Regions from separate parts of the Capsicum annuum genome. Here region 2 is linked to region 1. A link is a contact called in public Hi-C data. All regions are on one chromosome and are shown on one strand. Each heading gives the region's core, a stretch centred on a gene start, on an enhancer-like site or on the middle of the called end of the contact. The rest is flanking DNA. Distances are from core to core; before and after follow the strand shown. Region 1 holds the start of LOC107863534 (putative kinase-like protein TMKL1). Region 2 overlaps LOC107863533.

The links. Hi-C and Micro-C count contacts between places; a contact is called where the count stands out from the background.
Region 2: a Hi-C map of leaf shows a contact between it and region 1, with 3 times the contacts expected there. The contact joins the enhancer-like site here to the promoter of LOC107863534 in region 1. A contact is called at or near these places in 3 of 5 Hi-C or Micro-C datasets (leaf and placenta).

Annotation. Positions count from the first base shown.
Region 1 is chr3:177,443,777-177,449,734 of UCD10Xv1.1, forward strand. LOC107863534 (putative kinase-like protein TMKL1) reads right to left here and starts at 1,763. Exons shown (of 2, transcript XM_016709487.2): 1 at 955-1,763. The coding sequence starts at 1,441.
Region 2 is chr3:177,525,421-177,531,452 of UCD10Xv1.1, forward strand. It overlaps LOC107863533, which reads right to left. Exons shown (of 39, transcript XM_047408466.1): 38 at 5,160-5,330; 39 at 3,655-4,310. The coding sequence ends at 4,080. Among protein-coding and RNA genes, the nearest start is that of LOC107863533, 38 kb to the right of the region's middle. Within about 2 kb of position 1,436, at least 1 of the 5 cell types and tissues checked has an H3K27ac peak or open chromatin away from gene starts, as enhancers often do. A contact at or near this core is called in leaf, where this site is marked.

The sequences.
Region 1 (5,958 bases), core at 513-3,012:
TATGGAGAAATATAATAGTATCACGGCTAAAATATTTTTAAAAAAAAACTAGGAGGAAAAAAAAAGGAAGAAAGTCAAGTTCCATCTATGCTTTTCAGATTCAGAAACACTGATTGTTGAGATGTCACCAAAAAAGGTGAAGAGAAAAGGAAACAATCAAAGTACCAAATATTTAAACCAACTTAATAAAAGGTCAGTGCACTAATATCTTGATTCAAACCGCATATAGATATCTAATAATTGAAGTCCCTTCAAAAGGGAAGATAAAGTAAATTACTCATTCCAGTTGTGAGAAAATGATTGACAGGGACTCTTTCCAAGGCACCAAATGGCAAAATCAAGATCCCCCATTTTTGCCCTGAAGATTTTGTAGTATATTAACTAATAGTAGAAGAAAACAGAAAATTGAAATGTTTTTCAAGCTGTGGAAATCAAGCATCTCCTGCCAGATGTTACAACTCTTTTAAACGACTAATCTACTCTTTTCTTATTCTATTTCCAAGACAAGAAACTTCTTTGAATGCACACCACACATAGGCTTAAAGATTAGCTTTTTTTATACAACAGCATACCCAGTTTATTCCTACATAGGTGAGGAGGACAGAGTGTACGCAGACTATACCACTACCCAAAGATTAGCTTTTTTTTATAATCCTGATTTTTGAGCCACTTTGCACACACCTTATACCTCTACTGAGATTTGATCATAAGACCTCATGCTCCTCCTCAACCCACTTTATTGACCATTAGGTCACACACTTGGTTGCCAATAGGCTAAAACATTGTTAGCAGTGAAGTCTTTGAGTTTTAAAATTATGGGATCACAATTTTAACACTTGTTGATATTTTAGTAATTCTTTTACCATATACATTAGGTTCAATTGAAAACCATAGAGCAGAGGCACATGAGATGAATGCCATACAATGCAACAAAGCAAGAAGCAAGAGCCATACCTCTAATCAATTGAGCTAAAGTGCCATGTCGATAAAAAGGATGTACCATCAATTTCTCTCCTCTTGGCCCTGCATAAAATGCACACAAAGGCACCAAATTAGGATGCCTTAAAGACCCCAAAAGCTCCATAACAGGCACCACTTCTTTCATTGTCACAGTACAAGCTGGTCTCAAGAATCTCAACAATGTAAGCCTATCAATACTCAACAAAGTAGCCCTGTATAAAGTCCCATAACTTGATTTCCCTATAACTTCTCCAGGAGCATCCAAGATGTCATACACAGTAAGATCTTCACCATCTTGAAACTTTATTAACAAATCTTTTTCAACCCCATCTCTTTCTTTAACCTCAAAACTAGCTTCTACATCTCTAGAAACAGTTTCCCTTCTTTTTTTCGTACATAAATAGATCACTACCAAGAAAACTGTTATTGCAGTTAATGAGCTTGATAGTGTAATAAGTATGAGCATATGCTTATGTTCCATTTTCTTTAATGAAAAGGGTCTGACACTGCTGAAAAAGATTGAAAATTTTATGACATTTTGAAGGAAAAAATAAAGGAAGATTCAAGATTTGGTTAGAAGGGGCAAGTATTGAAAATGTGTGAAAGGGGAATGTAATGATTGTTCATGGAAATGGAAAGAGAAGAAATCTAAAGGGGGGCTTGCGGAGATTGTGGGGAAACAAAATCAGGAAGAGGACTTTGGCTTTGAAAGAAAGTTGCCGCAGACAGAGGGGAAAAGAGAGAGAGAAAGCGAACAAGTCAGAAGAGGGGAGTTGGCAAGAGAAAGAGTACACATATGGAGGCATGTGTCTATTATATGGAAACAATTCTTTTCTTCATCACATCTCATGGTTATTACCCTATTCCTTTAAATTGATTTACCTCTTTTGATTGGGTACTAAGTTTAAAAAAGTTTTAAAAAAAAAATTAAATTTTTATAATTTTAAATTAAAGATATATGGCAAATCAAATATATTAAAATATTTTTAAATTTTATAATTTTAAATATGTCATATAAAAAATTAAAATTTAAAAAAAAAAAAGTTAAAGAGGAAAACATCATTCTTTTTTTAACATATTAAAAAAAAGACCAAACAACTATTATTTATTATACTAGATATTAGAGCACGTGCTAGCACCGACCTAATACATGTTATTTTTATCCCAATTTATATGGCAGATAAAATTTAAAAAGTCAATCAAGTTTTTTGTATGATTTTTAAATATTTTAAGATGTTAATTATTGATTTATAGTACGTTCTTTTTGTCTCAATTTATGTGGTACTGATGAAATATTTGAGAAAGTCAATCAAATTTGTTATATAATTTTTAGATGTTTTAAGTTGTTAATTATTACTTCCTCCGTTTCAAAAAGAATGGTCTAGTTTAACTTCGCATGAAATTTAAGAAAAATAAAGAAAACTTTTGAATCTTGTGATCTTAAATTAAAGATATGTCAAATGTACCAAAATTTCCTTCAATCTAATGGTCTTAAATATGTCACGTGAAAAGTTAGAATTAAAAAGTTGTTTAAAAAGAAAAAGAATAGAAAGTGGTTATTCTTTTTTAAATGGAGAGAGTATGATTTTATAACACATTCTAAGTAATTTTCCAATTTATATGACATTGATTGAATTTTAAAAGTCAAACCAATTTTCTGTACAACCTTTAAATTTATTGGTTCTTGTGATTTATATTACTTTTTACGATATTTTAAAATAATATATAACTTCATCTATCTCAATTTAAGATGCATTGATAAAATTTTGAGTCAATCAAAAATGTTATGTGTCTTTAAATAATTTAAATTGTTAAAATTTATAATATTTTTTACGTAATTTTTAAATATATAATAAATTTAAAAATAAATTTAAAAAAAATTACAAAAATACTCTCGATCAAAAATAAACACGACAACTGTCAGCTCTTTGCTCATTGGCGTTATCATAGTAGTAATACGCTCTATTATGTTCTTGTATTAATTGACTCGCCATTCCTCCATATCCTCACCAAAATAGGGTACCTTATTTCTCCAAAATCACATCTTATTTTTTATTTTATTTTCTTATAAATTTCATAGTGTTAATATTTAGTGTGTCATTACAAATGTTTAATATCACATAATTCAATATATATATATATATATATATATATATATATATATATAAAGTCTCTTGTACTTTCTTAATATTTATATCCAATTAAAGTAAGACACACAAATTAAATATACAGAGTATATATACTCCTTCCATTTCACTATATTTGACCCTATTTCCTTATTATTTCATTTTTTATATTTTCTTAGTGAAAATTCTTAGTCACATAAATATCATGATATATTTGAAATCACAAGTTTGAAAAATCATTATCACGCAATATACGTTTTTCAAGAAGTTCTAAAAGTTTTTTTTAAAAAAATTTTATATCGAGTCAAATAAAGTATAACTCACAGAATATGTAGCGGAGCCAACATATATTCAAGTGATGTCAATTAAGATCAACCTTTTGATGTATATATACTATACATTGATTCCATTTAACTTTTGTGTGGATTTATTTTTTTATATTTTGATACTACTTAGTGAGAAAGTTAACTCTATCATCGGATGGAGTAATAATTAGGAAGAACTAAATAACTTTATTATTATATAATATATAGTATATGGTATAGAGTTTTTTTTTTTTTCGGTTGTTGAGGTATCCCACAGCCGGCACCAGTAAATCTAATCCTCCGTTCCTTCAGCGCATTTTATGGTAGGAAACTGGCCACAGAGTTTGCTCCATTCGTCAGGGGCGGGGATCGAACCCCCGACCTCTTGCTTAAGGGACGTAGCGTTGAACCACTATGGCAACTCTGATGGTTATGGTATCGAGTTAATCTAGTCCATTTCATACTTGTTACTAGGCCTGGGCAACAAGTTTGAGCAGGCTCCGGACTTGATTTGGCTCACCTATATTTAGTTCGCCTCAGTTTGGTTTGCTTTTGATTAAAATTTAATTCAATTTGGCTTAATTTAACTCGATTAAAGCAAGGGTCAGTAAAATTCGGGCTCGGTTGACTCGTTTTGATCGTATCATGATTACTATAAAATCAAAATTCATCCATTGATCTTAATTAATTTTACAAAGTGCGTGTCAATTTAATAATCATTATTTGTTATATTCAATTTATAATTTTATACTTCTTTAATTAATTTAATATAAAAAAATTATTATAGCATCGTTAATTAAAATTATTATATGGTTGGTATAAAATGCAATTAATATTTTAAATTTAAGAGTTAAATTAAATAAATTTAATGTTGTACAAATTTTTAAAATTTACTGTTGATTTATTTTTGTTAATTTTATTTTTCCTGAAAGTTCTTTTACATTTAATATAAAGTCAACATCATCTAAATTTGAGTTCTAATTTACATTAATATTTACCTTGAATGCAATCATCAAATTAAACTACTAATACTTATATTTTTCTTAATCAACTATTTTGATTTAATTTTTTTGATGGTGTAACATGCACTCTGTAGAACTAAACATTAAACTCAGGCTCCGCTCGACTCGAGCTAGATTATATTTGACAAAGCTCTATTAATATTAGTTTGGGTTTGATACTGATACGCCCAAATTACAACTCTCGTTAGAAAGTGTAAGCGGTCGCTGTCAAATATAGAACTCAACTGGGTTGGGTGTCGAATCCCACAGGGAATACTATGTTCACTAAGTATTGTGGTTGTTATTAGACTGTTGACCGAAGGTTCCAAAATAAAGGGGGGGTTTGATTTATCAATTGTAGTCAAATATTTGTAGAAAGTAATCCAACTGTAGGTTGTAATGCAAATAGTAATTCAATAAAATAAGTCATACTAGAGTTATGGTTACCAAGATGCTTAAGTAGCTAGGGTTGTGAACTATTTTGGATTCTTAATGAACAATTCTAATTGCAAGAGTAGTTGAATTCTCTGGTTTACCCATTAGTTTCTCAACCTAAATGAGTAACTTATCCTTTAATTCTTTCAAACTTAAGGAACATATTATTTATTCAACTATATTCTCACATGGATTGATCCGGTTAAGGCATCTACCCTCTATCTAAAGGTTAAAGCCCTTAGATTTATATAAACCCTTTCTTTTTCCAACAAACACTTTTCTATTCGAACAAGGGTTGTTCTTGGGCTCACTTTTCAAGTTTGCAACCAAGAAAAATCATTAAAATGAAGAAGGGTTTATGCAATGTCAATTAATCATGAGAATCTACTAGATTCACAACCTCCAATCAGCTATTCACATCAAGACTCCCATAACCCTAGTTATGGGAGCTTAGCCATACCTCTCCATAACAGAAAGAGAAGAAATCATTGTGTTATTCATAAATTAATTCAAAATTTACTTACAAAAGTCACAATTATTGTTCTTCAATCTTCAGTGGAGAAAATGATAATGAAATCTAGATCCACAATTCTCTAATGAATCTTAAATAATAACTATGTACAATATGTTTTCTAGTATGAAAAACTCTCATAAAGATAAAAGATAAAACCTAAAATTGAGTATTTATATGTTCCCAGGTAAAAGAAATTTAAAATTCAAATATTATAAAATCCACATCCAAAGTGAAAACCAAAGTGGTGGTCCGTCGCACGACTGACGGTCCACTATTTGGTCCGACACAGCTGATCCTAGAGGGTCACATTCTGGTTAAGACCGACGGTCTACATGGTGGTCCATCATAAGACTGACGGCCCACCATCTTTGATACGGGAATTCTTCGGTCGAGACCTTTCACACGAAGCTAAGCACATGAGTTACAACGACTCCAAGCCTTGTTCACATTCTTGGCCATGTGTGAGGCCTTTGTGAGCCCATCTAAGGGCCTATATTTAATAAAATGTAAAGAGGCCCACCAAGACACCCCAAACCCACTCATTTAAATGCCAAGGGTAATTTGGTCTTTGTCTCTCCTTTCTAAGTGACTATATAAGCCATGTAATAGGGCTAGTC
Region 2 (6,032 bases), core at 186-2,685, 81 kb after region 1:
TTGCTCATGTTGTTGGTATTGTTAGACGTTTTCTTTCTAATTTGGGAAGAGAATATTGGATTATTGTGAAGCGGATTATGAGATATGTCTGTGGTACTTCTAGTCTGAGTTTGTGTTTTGGTACTGGGAAGCCTATTCTTTATGGTTATACAGATTCAAATATGGTTGGTGATGTTGATACTCACAAGTCTACTTTAGGTTATTTGGTTACTTTTGCAGGGGGAGTTGTGTTTTGGCAATTCAGGTTGCAAAAATGTATTGCTCTATCTACTACAGAAGGTGAGCTTATGCCCAAGACTATGAGGCATATATATAGATCTTTTTAGTTCTTATTTCACCATTACAAAAGAGAGTTTTAGCAGCCACAAAAGAGAAAAAGAGTGCAGATTTTTGCCTAAATTTTTCAGTCACAGTTGTCAACTTCAAATTGCGATTTCCGCTTTGTTTCATGTCCGATTAAGTTGATTTTTGGACTGCTTATTTCTCTCATCTCCATGTTTGATTAGGAACTGACGGGGTGAATTTGATGGCCTGTATCTCCTATTTTTTATTCCCAAACAGCAGCTATATTTTGGTGTTTGTGCTCCTTTTTATTCTCTTATTTTGGTGTTATTTTATTGTATTGTTACTTATTGTTTGGCACTTGTTTGGTGGCCATTTTGGAGGACAATATTGTAACTCTTGGTGATTATAATAGAGGTTTTGGTCCCGTGATTTTTTTACTCTTCACAACTAAAAAATTTTCACGTAAATTTGGTGTCTTGTGTGATTGTCTTTATTCTCGACTTATCGTATTTGTATGGTGATTTATTTGTTGTCATTACTTTATTTTACTTGAATTTGTTTGTCTCCTCTTGGTTCAAATTAAAAGGAAAAGTTTAGACTTGAGTATTCTTCCGATGCTACCCTGTCGGACATTTTAATTGTGCCCTTGCCTCTTTCCCAACATACTATTCAACTCTCTTTTTTATCCCTCCTCTGTGTCACACTCTTTTCTTTTTTATCTATTTAAAAAACAATGTCATCTTATTATAAGTAAATATAATAATTTTAAATTCTATTTTATTTTTAGTGAAATAATTTATAATCATACAAATGTTCAACGGTTATTTTAGGCCACAAGATTTTAAAATTCTTTTTTTTTCTTAAACACAATGTCAAGTTAAAGGATGTCTGTCACAGAGGAAGTTATCAATGCACTTAATTTTAAAATTATTAATGGTTTTTTTTTATTCGTTAAAATGACTAAAGCTTTGAATTGCAACGAAACAAATATGAATAGGTAGTCAAAGCCTCAAAGGTATTGTTTACCATTAATTAGCTATATGCGTTTGAGTGGTCAATTTGCTTTCGTTTCTAACTTTATATTCAATATTTATATTAGAGTCCAATTAAATTGAATTTATGTTGCAAAATCCCATATTGAGAGATAAAGTATCACCCAAAAAATTCTTGTGAACAAAAAATAGCAAATGCACATTAACATGACTACCAGAATTTGAACTGTATGAATCTTTGGAATAACAGTAATTGTAATTCTTTATTTATCATCCATTAAATTAGTACGAGAACTTAGAACTTATTCTCACGAAAGAATAGGTTTTTTATCAAATTTGTTTCTTCCTTTTTGGTGTTGAAGTAAATCATTTCGCTTTCAATCGGGTGAAGTGCAAAGTATCATTAATTAATGATTCAACGAAAAAGACTCAAAAATATCCCTGAACTATCTGAAATAGCTTAAAAATGCCCCTCATTAGATTTTTGGCTCAAAAATACCCCTCCGTTAAATATTTGGTTCAAAAATACCCTTTCCTCTAACGAAATTCGGAAAAGGATCAAAAATGCCCCTGAACTATCTGAAATGACTCAAAAATACCCCTCTGTTAAATATTTGGCTAAAAAATACCCCTCCCCTTAACGAAATTTCACCAAGCATGCCACCTAGATAAAAAAAAAACTACGTGACTATGCCACATTACCATTCACATATAAAATGTTAGTATTTTTTAATTATATGACATTTCTTTCTTCTTTATTTTTATTTTTATTGAAAAACGTTAGTGAAACGGACAAAACTTACACTGCTTTTAAATTTTTAATCAAAGTAGACAAATGGTGGTTACATAATATTTTTTTAAAAAAAAATTATTAAATGTAACATCGCTATTATTAAATTCCTTTGATCATCTAAAAAACAAGTCTTTTTTTGTTAATAGATTTAAAAGTGTGAAATCCAACAAAAGAGTCTTATTAAACTGATAAACCCATTAATTATTAGACCAGTATAAAAGTTAAAATTAAGATTTACTCGTAAAAGTAACAAATTTCAAACTAAACTTCAAATTAGTTACTCAAAAGATGTGTTTGGCTTTGCTAGCTTTTACTCAAAATGTTTATGTTAAAATAATTTAATAAATACCTCCTCTAATCTAAAATTAATGAATCTTTGAATGTGGCACACATCTTCAAAAAGTTAATGAATGACATAATTAAAGAATAATTTATCAATATTAAGTATCATTTTACTTCTTTTCAAACTTGTTCTAAAAATAATAAGATTATTCATCAAAACTAAATTTAGAAAAATGAATTCATTTCGAATGATTAAACAAGTGTTAAAAGGAATTCATTTATTTTGAAAAAGAATTTGCATGTAGTAAATTCAACTCAATTATTAGTACATCAACATTAGCTAGCTTAAAAGTTAAAATTCTAGCTCCTCCTCCGAGTCAACATCAGATCAAGATCAAGCCCCTCATCCCAAACGACAATAACAAGATGAAATTTAGAACTTTTAAAACACTAATGAAAAGGTGAAATCTAGAACTTTTATAACACTAACGAAGTAATTAGCAAAAGATTGGTTCTTTGGTTTTTTCGTTTCACTGCTTTGCAAAAAAATAAAAATAAAAATAAAGAAGAATGAATGTCATATAATTAAAAAATACTAACATTTTACATGTGAATTATAATGTGGCATAGTCACGTGATTTTTTTTATTTAGGTGACATGCTTGGTGGAATTTCGTTAAAGGAAGAGATTTTTGAGCCAAATATTTAACAGAGGGATATTTTTTAGCCATTTCAAATAGTTCAGGAATATTTTTTATCCTTTTCCGAATTCCGTTATATGGAGGGGTATTTTTTAACCAAAAATCTAACGAGGAGCATTTTTGAGTAATTTCAGATAGTCCAAAAGTATTTTTGAGCCTTTTCCGATGATTCATCTATAATCAAAAACCTTAATCAGTGTACTTAAATCAAGATTAGAGTATTTTGAATGTCATTTACAATCCATTAATTAATGATTCAATAATATTCCAGTTCAACTTTATGTTACTCCGCTATTAACTTTATGTTGATTATGAGCCAACAGACACCTGGAATAGTAATAGAATAGCAGGTTCAACAGATAATCTTACCTTAAAGCTTAATTTGGTGGAAGATAGACAATGTGAAATCGCTTCGTATAGGAAGAAAAAGAACAGTAAATTAATACTGAGAAATGGTAGTTATTTAAATTAACATAAAATTATGATTGAATCTTGCACATTGGGAAACAACCCACGCAGACTGCAAATATGTGTTTACGTTGAACTTAGTGAAGTAGAAAAGGCAGCAGCTTTGGACTGGGAAGACAATAAAGACATCTCTCTTCCTGTGAACTTACATATATATATCAAAAAAACTTACTGTTGACAACAGCAGTATACTCAATTCTCTTAAGTTTTCAACAAAATTGCCTCATCTACAGGAGTAAAGCAGATATGGCCACAGCATGTATATACATCTTATACAAGAGACTATTCTATCCTAGAAACGTCCTAAATAACCTGCTACAAAACTATCTCCAACATTCTCAGATTTCCGAGCTCTGTGCACAACTCTATGTAGGGAAAATATGGTACCGTCCGGTCCTGACAAGTGATGTATATGCTCCCTGATACCTCAGTATGCATGACTAGGTAGAGCAGACTGCTGGAAGGTGATCCTTAGCTTTCAAAACAAGGTGTCGGAAGACAAAATCCCTGAGGTGCACACCGTTGAGGGAGAGGCTTCTATAGATTTTCACAACTAAGTTCAGAGATATTGCCGTAAGCTTTCACCACTCATCAATTCCATCTCCTTGAGAATTTCTTGTGCAAGAGACTTGACAGGAAGCTCAACATCTTCAAGCAGTTCCCCAAGGAAGGGAATGGTCTCGGCCAATAAGACCAGATATTCTTCTTTCAGATTCTCCACCATATACTTAACAATTCTCAACCCCAGCATTCGGGAACGCACCTTCTCACTACGAGTTTGCATCAGCACCTGCATATATGGTGTGAGCAGTCAAAATCTCTTTTTCAAAAACTATACGGTTTTTATGAAGCACACCAAAGGAGCGAATGAATGATCTTATCAAGACGAGAAGAGGAGACAAAAACAACAACATGCCCAGTATATTCCCACCAAGTGGGGTCTGGGGAGGGGTAAGTGTACGCAGTCCATACCACTACCTCAAATGTCAGATAGAGAGCACGAGAAGAAGAGAATTTCATGTAAATTGATCAACGGCCCCAAAACAAAACAACTTCATCCATGTATCCCCTAGCAGTTGAGATGAAGAATAGAATTTGCTATTAAACAGAATTGAGAAACTATACCCAAAATCTTGCCAGGATGAGCAGGCAGACTCAAATTCTTTTGGTAACTCCCACAACATAGAAGCATGGTTTAGTTTTCCCTTCATATTGCATTTAGTATTATTCTCAAATGTGACAAATGAACTAACCAAATGTAGAATAAGCTTTGGATGCAATTAGTTCAAACAAATTGCATAATGCAATTAGTTCAAACAAATTGCATAGAAGGAAAAAACTATATATCTTATAGCAGCCCAACTGACATGAAACAACCTGCTTAGATCGGCAGAATTCATCAAAAGAAGTGCCCAATTGATCTCAGTGATCAGCTGGAGAGGAAAAGAAGAAATCAAACACATATCTATAGTTCGTATCATTCTTCTCAACAGAGATTCTGGGGTCCCTACGGTAGGAGCTTATACAGAAAAATTTACATGAAACATATTTAATCCCAGGAATTTATCCACTGTGAACAAAGAACTAAATATAGATGATATTAAGCAATAAACGCTGTAAAAGTAAATTTAGTAATCACCTCATGGTTTAGCGGCTTCCAGAGGAGGTCAGAACCAGCAGTTACAGCCATCCGACCAACACATGCAACTAATAGATCATCAACTTCTTCCACTGAAGGCACGTTGGGGTATTGCACCAGGGCAGCTGGTGGGTCTGTTAAAAGCTGTGACACTATTGGTTTTAAAAGAACCTAATCAAACATGAAGAATGTCAGTCGAATGAGGGAACTACAAAACAACAGTTGGAAATATTTATGGCACTTCCATCTGTACAACATCAAGAACCTAACTTCTGCTCATACAACCTTATTGAGTACAACACATTTTTACACCTTATACGACCAAGCATATTTTCAATTAATTGTATGCAGAGCAACTTGTATTCAGGAAAATCATAAATCAAATTAACAACAACAATGTTGGAAGAAACAAATAACCACTGACATCACCCAACTAAAGTACCTTCTCCAGCTTTTACGATATACCTCTGTTTCAGTTAAGTTTGTAACAAACGGGAGATGCTCATGACCACCACTCCACCCCAGAAAAAAAAAAAAAAAAACACCTCACATACACAGAAAAAATGGATCAAAAGTTGTAGAACTTTAAGAGAATACATGCCTAGGTTTGCATATCAAGATTCATTGTTGAGTAAGAATAAATAACAAAATATGCTATAGGATATGTTAAGACGTTGTGTATTTAACTACATAATATTTACTTAGCTTAATAGGCATAAAAGATGATTATGTGCCATTTTGTATGTAACCACCTATTCCTGAACGGTATTATTAACCAAGTCAACAAGAATTCTTCCTGGTACTACTTTTTGGATGACCGAGAAATCCATCCAGAACCAACCCCAGCCTTCGAAATTCGGGGATAATGGACCC